Regions from separate parts of the Podarcis muralis genome. Here region 1 is linked to region 2. A link is a contact called in public Hi-C data. All regions are on one chromosome and are shown on one strand. The core of a region is the stretch at or near the end of the contact, and the rest is flanking DNA. Distances in the headings are between cores, read along the strand shown.

Region 1 (6,253 bases), core at 1,317-3,816, 280 kb before region 2:
TCTTTCAGTTCGGCAGCAGCTTGTTTTTAATGGTCTTAAAACAAATCTGTATCTGCAGATTTATGGAGCAATAGACAGAAATGCAGACAGTTTTTCTTCCTGAGGGCAGTGAGCATCACAAAACAGGGTGACGGTGCATACTTTTGCCCCCTATGGCAAAATTTGCAGATCTGGCATTGATTGTATTCCTTGGATGAGCATTGTCAGTAAAGCTATGAAAGCTGTCAGAAAGAGTGACAGTAGTTGAGGATATCTATACAACTGACACAGAGATTATGGTGTCAGGTTGCACAACTCCAACCAGCAGAAATATAAAATGGCCCTGATAATGTCTTCATATATCCTGCTGTCAACCTGCTTTTAAGCAATGTGAGTTGTCTCCGAACATTACAAATGATAGTTAGCCATTCGCTCATGTTCCCCTGATAAATACTGGCAATATGAGAAGGAGCAGTCTCTTTAAGGTTTGAGATATTCTATAAATTGTGCAAAATAACTAACTACATAACAGCCTCTATTGTTTACACAGATGCACTGTTCAAATTCTCATCTGATAGAGATAAGAGAAAAATTCAAAAGTTTGATTATTTTCCTAAGACAAAGCTGTAATCAATGTAATGAAGCTAAAAGAAAAAAAGGAAACTGGAGCAATTGCGGGGGAAATGGTAACTGGCCTGCTCAAGTTCCTAATAATTTATACTAAGCATATTGGAAAAGGGGATTGGGGTTGGACAATATTTGGCCCTCTAGGTGTTGCTAGACACGGACTCCCATCATTCCCTGACCACTGGCCATGATGACTGCAGATGTTGGGCGTCTGAACAATTTCTGAGGGGCCACAAGTTCCCCATTTCAAGAGTGAAGAAAGACCAGCTCTACGTTCAGCTTCAAAGAACTGCAAAGGTCTTGTGTCCAGAGAAGGAAATGGGTCCGAATCTACCACAGTGCCTTTGTACCTTCTGTAAAACGTCCAGCCAAAGGCAGAGACAGCAGACAATGTCAAAGTGCTGTTTCTGTCCCTATGGAGAAGGGGCTCTCAGAAATGAACAGCAGCGAGTCACCCTGCTGGTGGTTTTTGTTGTTTGTTTGTTGTTTTGTTTTCTTAGAATGGGTGTCGGGTGAGGAGAAAGCACATGCTTGTTGTCGTTGTTGTTGTTTAGTGGTGTCCGACTCTTCGTGACCCCATGGACCAGAGCATGCCAGGCACTCCTGTCTTCCACTGCCTCCCGCAGTTTGGTCAGGCTCATGTTTGTAGCTTCAAGAACACTATCCAACCATCTCATCCTCTGTCGTCCCCTTCTCCTTGTGCCATCCATCTTTCCCAACATCAGGGTCTTTTCCAGGGAGTCTTCTCTTCTCATGAGGTGGCCAAAGTATTGGAGCCTCAACTTCACGATCTGTCCTTCCAGTGAGCACTCAGGTCTGATTTCCTTAAGAATGGATGCGTTTGATCTTCTTGCAGTCCATGGGACTCTCAAGAGTCTCCTCCAGCACCATAATTCAAAAGCATCAATTCTTCGGCGATCAGCCTTCTTTATGGTCCAGCTCTCACTTCCATACATCACTACTGGGAAAACCATAGCTTTAACTATACGGACCTTTGTTGGTAAGGTGATGTCTCTACTTTTTAAGATGTTGTCTAGATTTGCCATCGCCTTTCTCCCAAGGAGCAGGCGTCTTTTAATTTCGTGATGCTACTGCAACATTAATTGGCGCACACGCATCAGATCCATAGCTGTCAACGTTTCCCCTTTTTTAAGGGAAATCCCCTTATTCCGAATAGGATTCCTCGCAAGAAAAGGGAAAAGTTGACAGCTATGATCAGATCTCGGGGCCAAAAGCAAGCGCAACCGACCACGCCCAGCAGAACTACTGTGTTATTTTGTTGCCCGTTACTTGGGAGTCACACAGCTTGAATTCAGTGCGATTTACTTCCGAGTGGGTGGGTCACGTCGTCCGGATCAGATTTCGGGCAACCTGTGCTATGAAAAAAACAGCAGAAACCCCTATCAGGACCAACATCCGCTGAGTAAATTGCATTTGGCAAGCGATGCACAGTGTAAGGATGCGCCTCACTTTCAGCCGCCGGACCAGATGGAGAGCAAGCAACGGGTTCACTTTCGGCTTCCTTCAGGCAACCCAAGCGCGGAAAGCGGACTGCAATTCCCAATTCGCCCCGGGGCAACTCATGGCGGTTCCCAGAATGCACCGCTCTTCCTCCTTTTACAAGAGGCTGAAGGCTTGACAGTAAGGCAAGTGGGCGGGAACGAGGCTTGGCCGCATGGCATGCTGGGAATTGTAGTCCTTACCTCCCCTTAACCAACGCTATATCTGAGAGATGTCAGCAAGTGGCTGACTGATTCCTTCGCTCTATTAAAAACAAAAACACCCCACACAGAAAAACAGTGGAGCAACCTAGTCCTGGGCCCCGAGACAAACCGCCCTTCCGCCCGTCGACCGTTTGAGGGTACGTCACTCGCGTTTCTCGCCGCGCGCATGCGCCTCATTCCACACTCCCCAACGCCCAAGCTACGCAAGGGACGGCGGCGGCTGCTCCGTCCAGTCTCCTCGCCTCATTTCGGCGCATGCGCGTCTCGTCAGGTGATGCTGAGCTGTCTCCGGCGGGGCTTTGCTTTGGGTCTCAACCGCCTTACTGGAAGCCGCTGCCGTCTCGCCCCTTCCCCGCCGCCCTTTGTGAAGGAGCATCTCGGAGCAAAGCCGGCGGGGGCAATTTGAGCGGAGGAAAAGCCCCGGTGACAGGTCAGCGCGGCCTTCGAGACCGCCGGCGGGGTGAGCCCCACCCGCTTCCTCCAGGCGGCGGGGGTGGGGGGGGAGAGAGAGACCCTGGGCGGCTTCGGAGCCGTGTGGCCTCAGGAGTAACGGTCAGCCTGTGACCGTTGAGGGTGCGAGGGGAGGGGGGGCGCGCGCGGAGAGGAGGAGGAGGGGTGGAGCCGCGGGGGGGGGGGGACGACGCCCCGGAGCCGCGCCTCTCCCCCTGCCCCGCCCGCGCGTTGTCGCCGCCGCTTTCCTCTCAGAGCGGCGCTTGCTTGCTTCGCCTTCGGTTTGCTTCCCTTGTATCTCCGGGCGCTTTTGCTTCCCGTGTCGGCAGCAGCGAAAGTGTCTTACCGTGATGGGGGGAGGGAGGGATGTCACACCGTCTTGAAAGACCAACACCGGCTCCCAGTACGTTTCCGAGCACAATTCAAAGTGTTGGTGCTGACCTTTAAAGCCCTAAACGGCCTCAGTCCAGTATACCTGAAGGAGCGTCTCCACCCCCATCGTTCTGCCCGGACACTGAGGTCCAGCGCCGAGGACTTTCTGGCTGTTCCCTCACTGCGAGAAGCCAAGTTACAGGGAGCCAGGCAGAGGACCTTCTCGGTAGTGGCACCTACCCTGTGGAACGCCCTCCCACCAGATGTCAAAGAGAACAACAACTACCAGACTTTTAGAAGACATCTGAAGGCAACCCTGTTTAGGGAATGTTTAATAGGTCATTGTATTTTAGTGTTTTGTTGGAAGCCGCCCAGAGTGGCTGGGGAAACCCAGCCAGATGGGCAGGGTATAAATAATAAATTATTATTATAATTATACTGGAATTACTTTTTTAAAGACCCGGTTTCTCACCGGGGCAAGACAGTTTGAGCATATCACACTGGTCTTAGTCCATAGCTGTCAACTTTTCCCTTTTCTTGCGAGGAATCCTATTCAGAATAAGGGAATCTCCCTTTAAAAAAAGGAAAACGTTGACAGCTATGTCTTAGTCCGACTGCACTGGCTACCAATTAGTTTCCAGGCCCAGTTCAAAGTGCTGGTTTTGACCTATAGAGCCTTCAACGGCTCAGGACTGCAATACCTCAAGGACCTCCTTTTCCCATATGAACCCACCTGGACCCTGAGATCATCTTCTGAGGGCCTTATTTGTGTGCCTCATCCACAAGAGTGGATTGGATGATGGATGATTTCATTGGATGATGGACTCAAGGGCATCCTGATCAAATTTGCAGATGACACCAAACTGGGAGGGGTGGCTAACACCCCAGAGGACAGGATCACACTTCAAAACGACCTTGACAGATTAGAGAACTGGGCCAAAACAAACAAGATGAATTTTAATAGGGAGAAATGTAAAGTATTGCACTTGGGCAAAAAAAATGAGAGGCACAAATACAAGATGGGTGACACCTGGCTTGAGAGCAGTACATGTGAAAAGGATCTAGGAGTCTTGGTTGACCACAAACTTGACATGAGCCAACAGTGTGACGCGGCAGCTAAAAAAGCCAATGCAATTCTGGGCCTCGTCAATAGGAGTATAGCATCTAGATCAAGGGAAGTAATAGTGCCACTGTATTCTGCTCTGGTCAGACCTCACCTGGAGTACTGTGTCCAGTTCTGGGCACCACAGTTCAAGAAGGACACTGACAAACTGGAACGTGTCCAGAGGAGGGCAACCAAAATAGTCAAAGGCCTGGAAATGATGCCTTATGAGGAACGGCTAAGGGAGCTGGGCATGTTTAGCCTGGAGAAGAGGAGGTTAAGGGGTGATATGATAGCCATGTTCAAATATATAAAAGGATGTCACATAGAGGAGGGAGAAAGGCTGTTTTCTGCTGCTCCAGAGAAGCGGACACGGAGCAATGGATCCAAACTACAAGAAAGAAGATTCCACCTAAACATTAGGAAGAACTTCCTGACAGTAAGAGCTGTTCGACAGTGGAATTTGCTGCCAAGGAGTGTGGTGGAGTCTCCTTCTTTGGAGGTCTTTAAGCAGAGGCTTGACAACCATATGTCAGGAGTGCTCTGATGGTGTTTCCTGCTTGGCAGGGGGTTGGACTCGATGGCCCTTGTGGTCTCTTCCAACTCTATGATTCTATGATTCTATGAAGAGGTCCTAAGGGTTGCAACATGAGAACGGGTCTTTTCCATAGTGGCTCCCCATTTGTGGAATTCTCTCCCCACATAGGCTCGCCTGGCACCTTCATTATAAACCTTTAGGCACCAGGCAAAAGCTTTCCTTTTTCACCAGACCTTGGGTTAATTGACATTCAGTGCCCTTTTAAAATATGTTGGGGGCGTTCTTGGATGGGTGTTGTATTTATTTTTTTCATTATGTATTTTGTGTTTTTGTATTGTGATTTTATCCTGTGAACTGCCCCAAGACCTGCAGGTATAGGGCGGTATATAGATATTATTATTATTATTATTATTATTATTATTATTATTATTATGCCTCCATTTCCTGCGGCAGCTTTTTCCACACTTTTTAAGCCTCCAGTTCTAGGCCAAGGCCAAGTTTATGCCCACCAGCATGGGTGTTCTTTCCATCAATTAGGGCAGATACCCAACTCCAACTAGACTAGAGTTGTTCACTTTTGCAGAAATAGAACCGGTAGGATCCAAGAGGTACTTTGTTGCTATTGCTGCCCGCTGCCCATTAAATGTTTACAGCAGTCTCAACGTTGTCACTGACAATGTTGTCACTGACACTGGGGTGTCGGTGCAGCTTTGTACTGCATAAGTCTTCTGTAGGCCAGAACCTGCCTCAGCTTCTGCCATAAAATCCTCTTAAGGTGCCCCCCCTCATTACTCTTCATAGGTTTTTGCCCACTTAACAGGGCTTCCCCTCTGAAAAGCTGACAACACATTTTAGGTAGGGGCACAAGCTTGGTCAGAGCCCACTTCAGCCAGTTACAGCTTTGCAATGGAAATGGGCTATAATTAGGGCTGGGGCAAGGCATATTGGCACCTGAGGAGGACCCTAGAATGGTGCCTCCTTCCCTGCCAGAGAAGAAGGCATCAAGGATGATTTAAAACAGGAAGAAAGATTGGCAGTAGGATGTGCTGCCCGGGTGAGTGGTTGCCTCACCTTGCCTAATGGGTGGGCCAGCCCTGATTCTAATGCTCCATGGAAGCACCTGTGTCTGGGGAACCTGCGGCTGTCCAGATGTTGTTAGACTGCAGCTCCTATAATCTCTTAACTGCTGACCAGGCAGACTGGGGCTGATGGGTGTTGAAGTTCCTGCGTTGCAAGGGGTTGGACTAGATGACTCTTGGGGTCCTTTCCAACTCTACAGTTGTATGTTTCAGGGGGGCACAGGCTTCCCACCCTTGCTTTAACATGATTCAAGCATTGCTTGCCCGAGTGTCATTGTTTGGGCATGTCTTAATTCAGCATAGGATTAGTTTGCAAGGTCCTGTGCAGAGTTATGGTAGCAGTGGTCCCTTTCTTGAAAGGAAGCAGAATTTAATTCTGAGT
Region 2 (6,725 bases), core at 1,088-3,587:
TCGGTTTGGCAACGTGGGAGGGAGAGAGCGGTTTTTAAATAACAGGGTAAACAGTTTTACTGGGTTTTGCTGAGTTTTCAGGCTGCGCGTGTGAGAAGAGGGCCACTTGTGCTGTGTTGGTCTTTGTAACCACAGATGTTGTCGTGTGTGTGTGTGTGTGTGTGTGTGTGTGTGTCCCTCCTGATGTGTGCGTTTAGAGGTAGGGATTTCTGATATCAGTCATTCTCAGAAGTCGCCCCCCCCCCAAGTATGTTAGATGCCTTTTAAAATGGCATTCTTTTGTTTCCCCTAGTTTCATTCCCGCCTGGTCTCCTTGACCAATACCAGATATTGTGTCTTCCTTTCTTAAATGTGCACTAACAGCCTTTGAGAAAGGGAGGCTCGGTGTGCTCTTAGCACTGCGTTGCTCATCCAGATCGAGAGGAGGTTTAAATAACGCTGAATAACTTTGCTTACTGAAAGATGCCAGATAAAGAGGGGGGCGGGGTGACTTTTCTTCCACGTGTACAATGAAACAGGATACTTCGTGAAATGAGTGTGTTGGAGACAGAGAGGCTAACAGCTAAACCCAGAAGCAAAGAGGCGCACTTAATCAATGCGCACCTAAACTCTGTGCTGCGAATAGATAACAAAAAGGAGGATCTGGCCTATGATCCCGTTCAAGTCACATTAACTCTTCCACTGGAAACAAAGACATGCTTAAATCTTCCCCCACTGCGATCGACGGGGCTTAAAAAAGTTTAACTGTGTCAAGATCCCAGAAACAGAATTATTTCGCGTGTTGTAGCTTCTGTCGCGCCGCCCATGCGTGGTCTGTCTGAGCAAGGCTGCCCGGCTACAGGTGGTCTATATTGTACAGGCCACCCGCTTTTCTGCGTTCACGAAGGGCAAACAATAAGATGGTGGGCACCTCTGCATGGATGAACCTCCTCTGAAAAAAACACCTTCCGGACTGCCGCTGGCAAAAAAGGCTGGAATGGTTGCTATGCAATAAACTAGCCAACGTGGGGGGGACGGGACCCGACGTGAAGCCTTCTCGCGTCGGAGTGCAAGCCGCTTCTGAGCCTTCTTTCCTTACCTGAGTTTGGGTGAGGCCTAGGGATGCTGCCAGCTCGGCTCTCTCGGGCAGGGCCAGATACTGGGTCTTCTGGAAGCGCCGCTGCAGAGCCGCCAGCTGGAAGCTGGAGTAGATCGTCCTGGGCTTCCGAACTTTCTTGGGTTTGCCGTTCACTATCCGGATCTCGGGCTCGCCTTCTTCTTTCTCGGCTGCGAGGGAAGGGGAAGCACCGTGAATAACGAGGCACCCCCAGCGGCATCACCCACCACAGCCACATGCCAACCTCTCCTGGGTAGCTTTGCCTGCCACAAGTAGCTATGTTCAGCATGGCTCCCCGCAATCCTCTAACCTTGGAGAGAGCAGGCGCGTAACGGAGAGAGAGAAAGAGCGCTCCTACCGCCAGGATACCTTCTAACCCAACCAGTTATATTATTATTATTATTATTATTATTATTATTATTATTATTATTATTATTATTATTTACCAACCACGTGCTGCTCCTCTTCTGCGTGTGCCCGGCGGAAAAGTCAGCGCAGGGCGCCACACTTTCCCAAGCAAATTTCCCACCGCCCCCTCAACCCTCCTGGAGGGAGCTGGTTCTTACCAGGATCGTTGCTGACCGGGGACGTCCTTGCCCCGTAGGTTGCATAGGAGCTGTAAGAGGCCGAGTACCCCAGGTCGTAGCTGCCGGCTTTGGTGGAGTAAGGCACCGCGCTGATCCCGCTCGGGTGGTACTGGTAGGAGCCCATCTGCGCGTACGGGGACCCGCTGCCCGCGTTGCTCCCGGCGCTTCCTCCTCCTCCTCCTCCGTGGTGCTGTTGCTGGTTGGTGTAGTAGCTGCTGTCCGTGGCGGTGGACACAGGCAACGTGGGAGACTCCTGGGGTTTGTGTAAGCTGTGGTGGTGTTGTTGTTGTTGCTGCTGCTGCTGGTGATGGTAACTGCTGGAGGTAATCTGGTTGGAATGCATATCTGAGGCGAGGCTGTCAAAGACCCCCGTCATCCTGATCCTCTCTCCCCGCCCCTTGCTCCCTCCCTCCCTCGCTCCGAGGATGCAGGAGGGCAAACCAACAGCGGGGAGGGGGACCGAGAGAGAGAGAGAGAGAGAGAGAGAGAGAGAGAGAGAGAGAGAGAGAGAGAGAGGAAAAAGCAGGTCTCCTCTTTGGCAACAGGGCGCGCGTGGAAAAGTTACAACGCGCCTCTCTTTCTTTCTTTCTTTCTTTCTTTCTTTCTTTCTTTCTTTCTTTCTTTCTTTCTCTCTCTCTCTCTCTCTCTCTCTCTCTCTCTCTCTCTCTCTTCCTCACACACCCGGGGGTTCGCCTTCTTGAAGCAGACTGGAAACCCCAAGCCCAAGAAAAGAGATCACTGCTGAGGATCCCTTTGCACCCGAGGAGGCGGGCAGGAGGCCGCCGTTGCCATCGCCTCTCCAAAGCGCCAGGGCGCGTTTGCGCGCACAAGACTTTCCCCCCGTGCGCGCTGCAAGCAACAGCAGCAGCAGCAGCAACGCCTCCGCTTCTGCAGCTGCTTTAGGATTGTCTGCGTCTGCTGGGCACCGTCAGGCGGGCATTTAACACCGGTCACGTGAGGGCGGGCGACGTCACCTAGCAACAGCCAACCAGAGGTTCCGGTCGCGTTGTAGTGCGCGCTCGCTCTCTTTCTCTCTCCCCCACGCCCTGCTTCTCCTCTTGGCTTCCCGGGGCGGTGGAGGCGCCTTGCAGGTGACACACACAGAGAAGAGAGGGTGGGAGGAGGAGGAGGAGGAGGAGGAGGAGGAAAATCCCCCCCCCAAATAGTGTCTCAGGTTTGGAGTGCTGGTCTGGTGGAGTTAGAGTTGGAAGGAAAATAGTTTTTGCAGTGGTTTAGTCTTCTCACTCTAAATCATAGCTGTCAACTTTTCCCTTTTCTTGCGAGGAATCCTATTCGGAATAAGGGAATTTCCCTTAAAAAAAGGGAAACGTTGACAGCTGTGCTGTAAATGGGAATCTTCGAAACGTGTGCTGTGATGAAGACGCGGAACGGTCAGGCTAGATTCTTGCTTGGTGATTCTTGTTCTACCTCAAGATTATTATTGTTATTTATTAAGTTTGTATACCGTCCTTCACCCGGAAACCCCAGGGCTGTTCACAACACAAAAATAAAAAAACGAGGACAGAAAAATACATAATAAAACAAAAACAGGAATGGAAACAAAGATCAGATTTATTATTATTTGTATACCGCCCTTCACAGGAAGATCCCAGGGCGATTCACAACACAAAAGGAGGACACCAAGAATACACAAGAATACAAGAACAGAAACCAAGAAAATCAGAATTCTTCCTCCTTCTCCTCCTGTTCTTCTTCGTTGTTAAAGTTGTCTACCGCCTTTAGCCCGAAGATTCCAGGGCGGCTCACAACAGAAACATGTCAAATGATCAAGGTGTCTCCCTTTGCTAGGTAAAAAAGACCAGTCTGATCTAGTTGGATTCAGGTCACACAGCGGGATGCCACGCAAGGGTTTACTTGGAATCTGTAGGAAGGCCTCGCTGTGTTCAGGGGGGGCTTTTCTCCCTTGTAAGTGTGCTTACTAGGCTGCATAAATGTTTGCTAAAACCATATCTGAAGCCACGTTGTCCGACGAGCGTAACCGTCGTATCATAAGACGAAATATACCGGCCTGTTCGTCCTCCTGCGCGCTTTCTTTCAATAAGTAGGATGACTTCAAAGGCCAAGAAGAAAGCACCTCTTATAGGCTTTTAAACTTTAGCTGCGAAAAGAGGGTTGACGTTAGGGGGTGGGGGAGACGAAGGTGGAGGACAACTTCACAGCTCTTAGGAAAGGATTGGTCTTTTATGCTTACAGCTTTTGCATCTATGAAATGAGGAGATTCTAAAACCCGTGGCAAATACGCCCCACTTCCCATTTACTTTCGCTATCTGCCTTCGTCACTCAATAATGCACAAAGTACCATTGCAGGAGTTTGTGTGTGTGTTTTGTTGCGCGAGGAAATAAAATCTATAAAGACTGGCTGTTTTGCGCTTGAATAAGGTAGGGGGAGTTAAACGAAAGGCCCGATGTTACAGGTAAATGGTGCGATTTAAACTGGGGAATCCATCCTTTGAGACGTCCAGTGGAAAACAAAGTAAGAATGTTTTTCAAAGTGAAAAACAAAACAAATCCGTACACACGGAGTGGAGCGAAAACTCCTGGCTCCAAATCCTCGAGCAATTCTGGACTTTATAAGCTTTGCAGAGCCGTTCTTAGGCAGGGAAATAACGTTTGAAATAACAACAGCCACTAAGTTCACCTCCTGATCGTCTAACACAAGATTTATAAAGACACAACACATAATCATGATATATAGTTGTAGACAGCATTTTAAAAGAAAATTAAAACACTGCTGGCTATCCCATATTTTGAGAGATTTAATTCAAGGGCAGCCTCCATTATTAAAAAAAACAAACAAAAAGCCCGCGGCGACTGATAAGATTCCTGCCACCCCCTAGGAAGAAGGATGTTGTACTGGAGAGGCGACAGGAGGTTGTTTATGACCTTGCCTTTTAGCGCCACCTAGCGTGGAAACCGTGCGCCCGCGAGGCCAGGTAGGAGACGGCGTAATCGCACCTGGGCGCCAGTCTCTTCAGTCAGCCCGCCGAGCAAAATAGTAATTAAAAGCCGCAACCCTGTGCTGGCGTGCATCGTCTGAAATCCTCAGAAGAAAGAAACAGACCTGTGCGGTTTGAATCGACTTGTTGCAACAGCAGCTGAGCGGAAAGGCAGCTCATATTCTGAGAAACATGATGAAAATAAAAACGAAAAACCCGCCTCTCTCTGTTTTTTTCCTCTTCTCCCCATCCCACGGGCAATTAAAGTGAGGAGAGGCTGGGAGACAAGAGTTAAGCCCTCCAGGGACCAGTTTGTCCTTAGCCTCAATTGGCACCAAAATCACTGGCTGCTCATCATCATCATCGATTAGATTTATACTTCAGCTTCACTCAATGTAGCTTTTTCAATCCACCTGCAGACCCCCATCCCACCCTGTCCGTTTATACAATACTTCATTTGTGTGTCAGAAGAGGTAAGTGGTCAGTTTGGCACAGGACAAGCAACTTTTCTTTTTTAAAAATCCTGTTACTGTAGATACAACAAACACATTGGGACCTTCAGATCCCTCAAAGAATGTGTATTTTTTTTTTTTAGAATAATGTACTTTCTTGGGCTCCATGATCACTGCAGATGGTGACAGCAGTCACGAAATTAAAAGACGCCTGCTTCTTGGGAGGAAAGCAATGACAAACCTAGAAAGCAGAGACATCACCTTGCCAACAAAGGCCCATATAGTTAAAGCCATGGTTTTCCCAGTAGTGATGTATGGAAGTGAGAGCTGGACCCTAAAGAAGGCTGATCGCCGAAGCATTGATGCTTTTGAATTAAGGTGCTGGAGGAGACTCTTGAGAGTCCCATGGACTGCAAGAAGATAAAACCTCTCCATTCTGAAGGAAATCAGCCCACTGGAAGGACAGATCGTGAAGCTGAGGCTCCAATACTTTGGCCACCTCATGAGAAGAGAAGACTCACCTGGAAAAGACCCTGATGTTGGGAAAGATGGAGGGCACAAGGAGAAGGGGACGACAGAGGATGAGATGGTTGGACAGTGTTCTCGAAGCTACCAGCATGAGTTTGACCAAACTGCGGGAGGCAGTGGAAACAGGAGTGCCTGGTTTGCTCTGGTCCATGGGGTCATGAAGAGTCGGACACGACTAAACGACTAAACAACAACACATGCTTGAAAGAAAAGGGTATCCCATTGAGGAGGTTGAAAGGGGTGAAACAAGATAGGAAGCTCACTGTATGGACAGGTCTAACCCATGATTTCATTTCAACACTCTGATCTGTGCGTGTGTGAAGCCACTCTTTATAATAAACATGTCTGTGAAAGGTTTGACATGTTGGTGTGTGTAACTTGAGGGAGGCCTCTCAGAAACCATATCTCTCTATCTTTCATTTAAAAAAAATAATCAATTGAACCTGAAAAACAGCTTCTTGACAAGTGTTGCTTTTCCTCATAGTGTGTTCCATACTCTGGCTATCTTGAAATACTTGTAATCAAATTGATGCCAGAGGATAAAATCAGTTACAGTTCTACACTGTCCAGAGTGGACATTGGGTCAAATGAGGAAGTTTCAGTAAAACGAGCTTTCGTTTTCTTTTAGCAAGGAGACTTTCTCCTCCCTCTGGCACAAATCCAGCTTTTAGAGATTCTGGAGTAGATGGCTCCAGAAACATGTTATCAAATGTCTCCTGTGTTGTTACAGTGAACCCACAAGGGCTAACTTACTTCTGAACACCCTGAGAAGCAGGAGACCATAAATGAGTTAGCCAAGATGATTTAACAACTCTAGCCACAGTATATACACTTAGACGAGAGGGCCAAAATGATGTCTGTTGTTGCATGGTGCCTCATCCAGTTCCTCAGAAGAACGCAGCGTGTGTGTCAGATTATTATTCACATGGAAAGAATTCTTCTTGGTTTTTTGGGGGTGGGTGGGAAAGGGGAGAAGAGATCCAGCTTAAGGTTCTCGACCAATTGTAACACCTTTGTGGTTGTAGAGCCAGGAGTGTCTCAGTAATAACTCTGAGCATTTTTAAGGCACTCCTTAAGAGTCTAAAGTACTTCCTAAGGCTCAGCT

The links. Hi-C and Micro-C count contacts between places; a contact is called where the count stands out from the background.
Region 1: a Hi-C map of tail shows a contact between it and region 2, with 3 times the contacts expected there. The contact joins the promoter of DYNC1I2 here to the promoter of DLX2 in region 2. A contact is called at or near these places in 2 of 3 Hi-C or Micro-C datasets (blood and tail).

What each region holds. Positions count from the first base shown.
Region 1 is chr1:116,834,787-116,841,039 of rPodMur119.hap1.1, reverse strand. DYNC1I2 (dynein cytoplasmic 1 intermediate chain 2) reads left to right here and starts at 2,566. Exons shown (of 17, transcript XM_028749782.2): 1 at 2,566-2,790.
Region 2 is chr1:116,550,142-116,556,866 of rPodMur119.hap1.1, reverse strand. It overlaps DLX2 (distal-less homeobox 2), which reads right to left and starts at 2,337. Exons shown (of 3, transcript XM_028749634.2): 1 at 1,663-2,337; 2 at 1,079-1,266. The coding sequence starts at 2,059.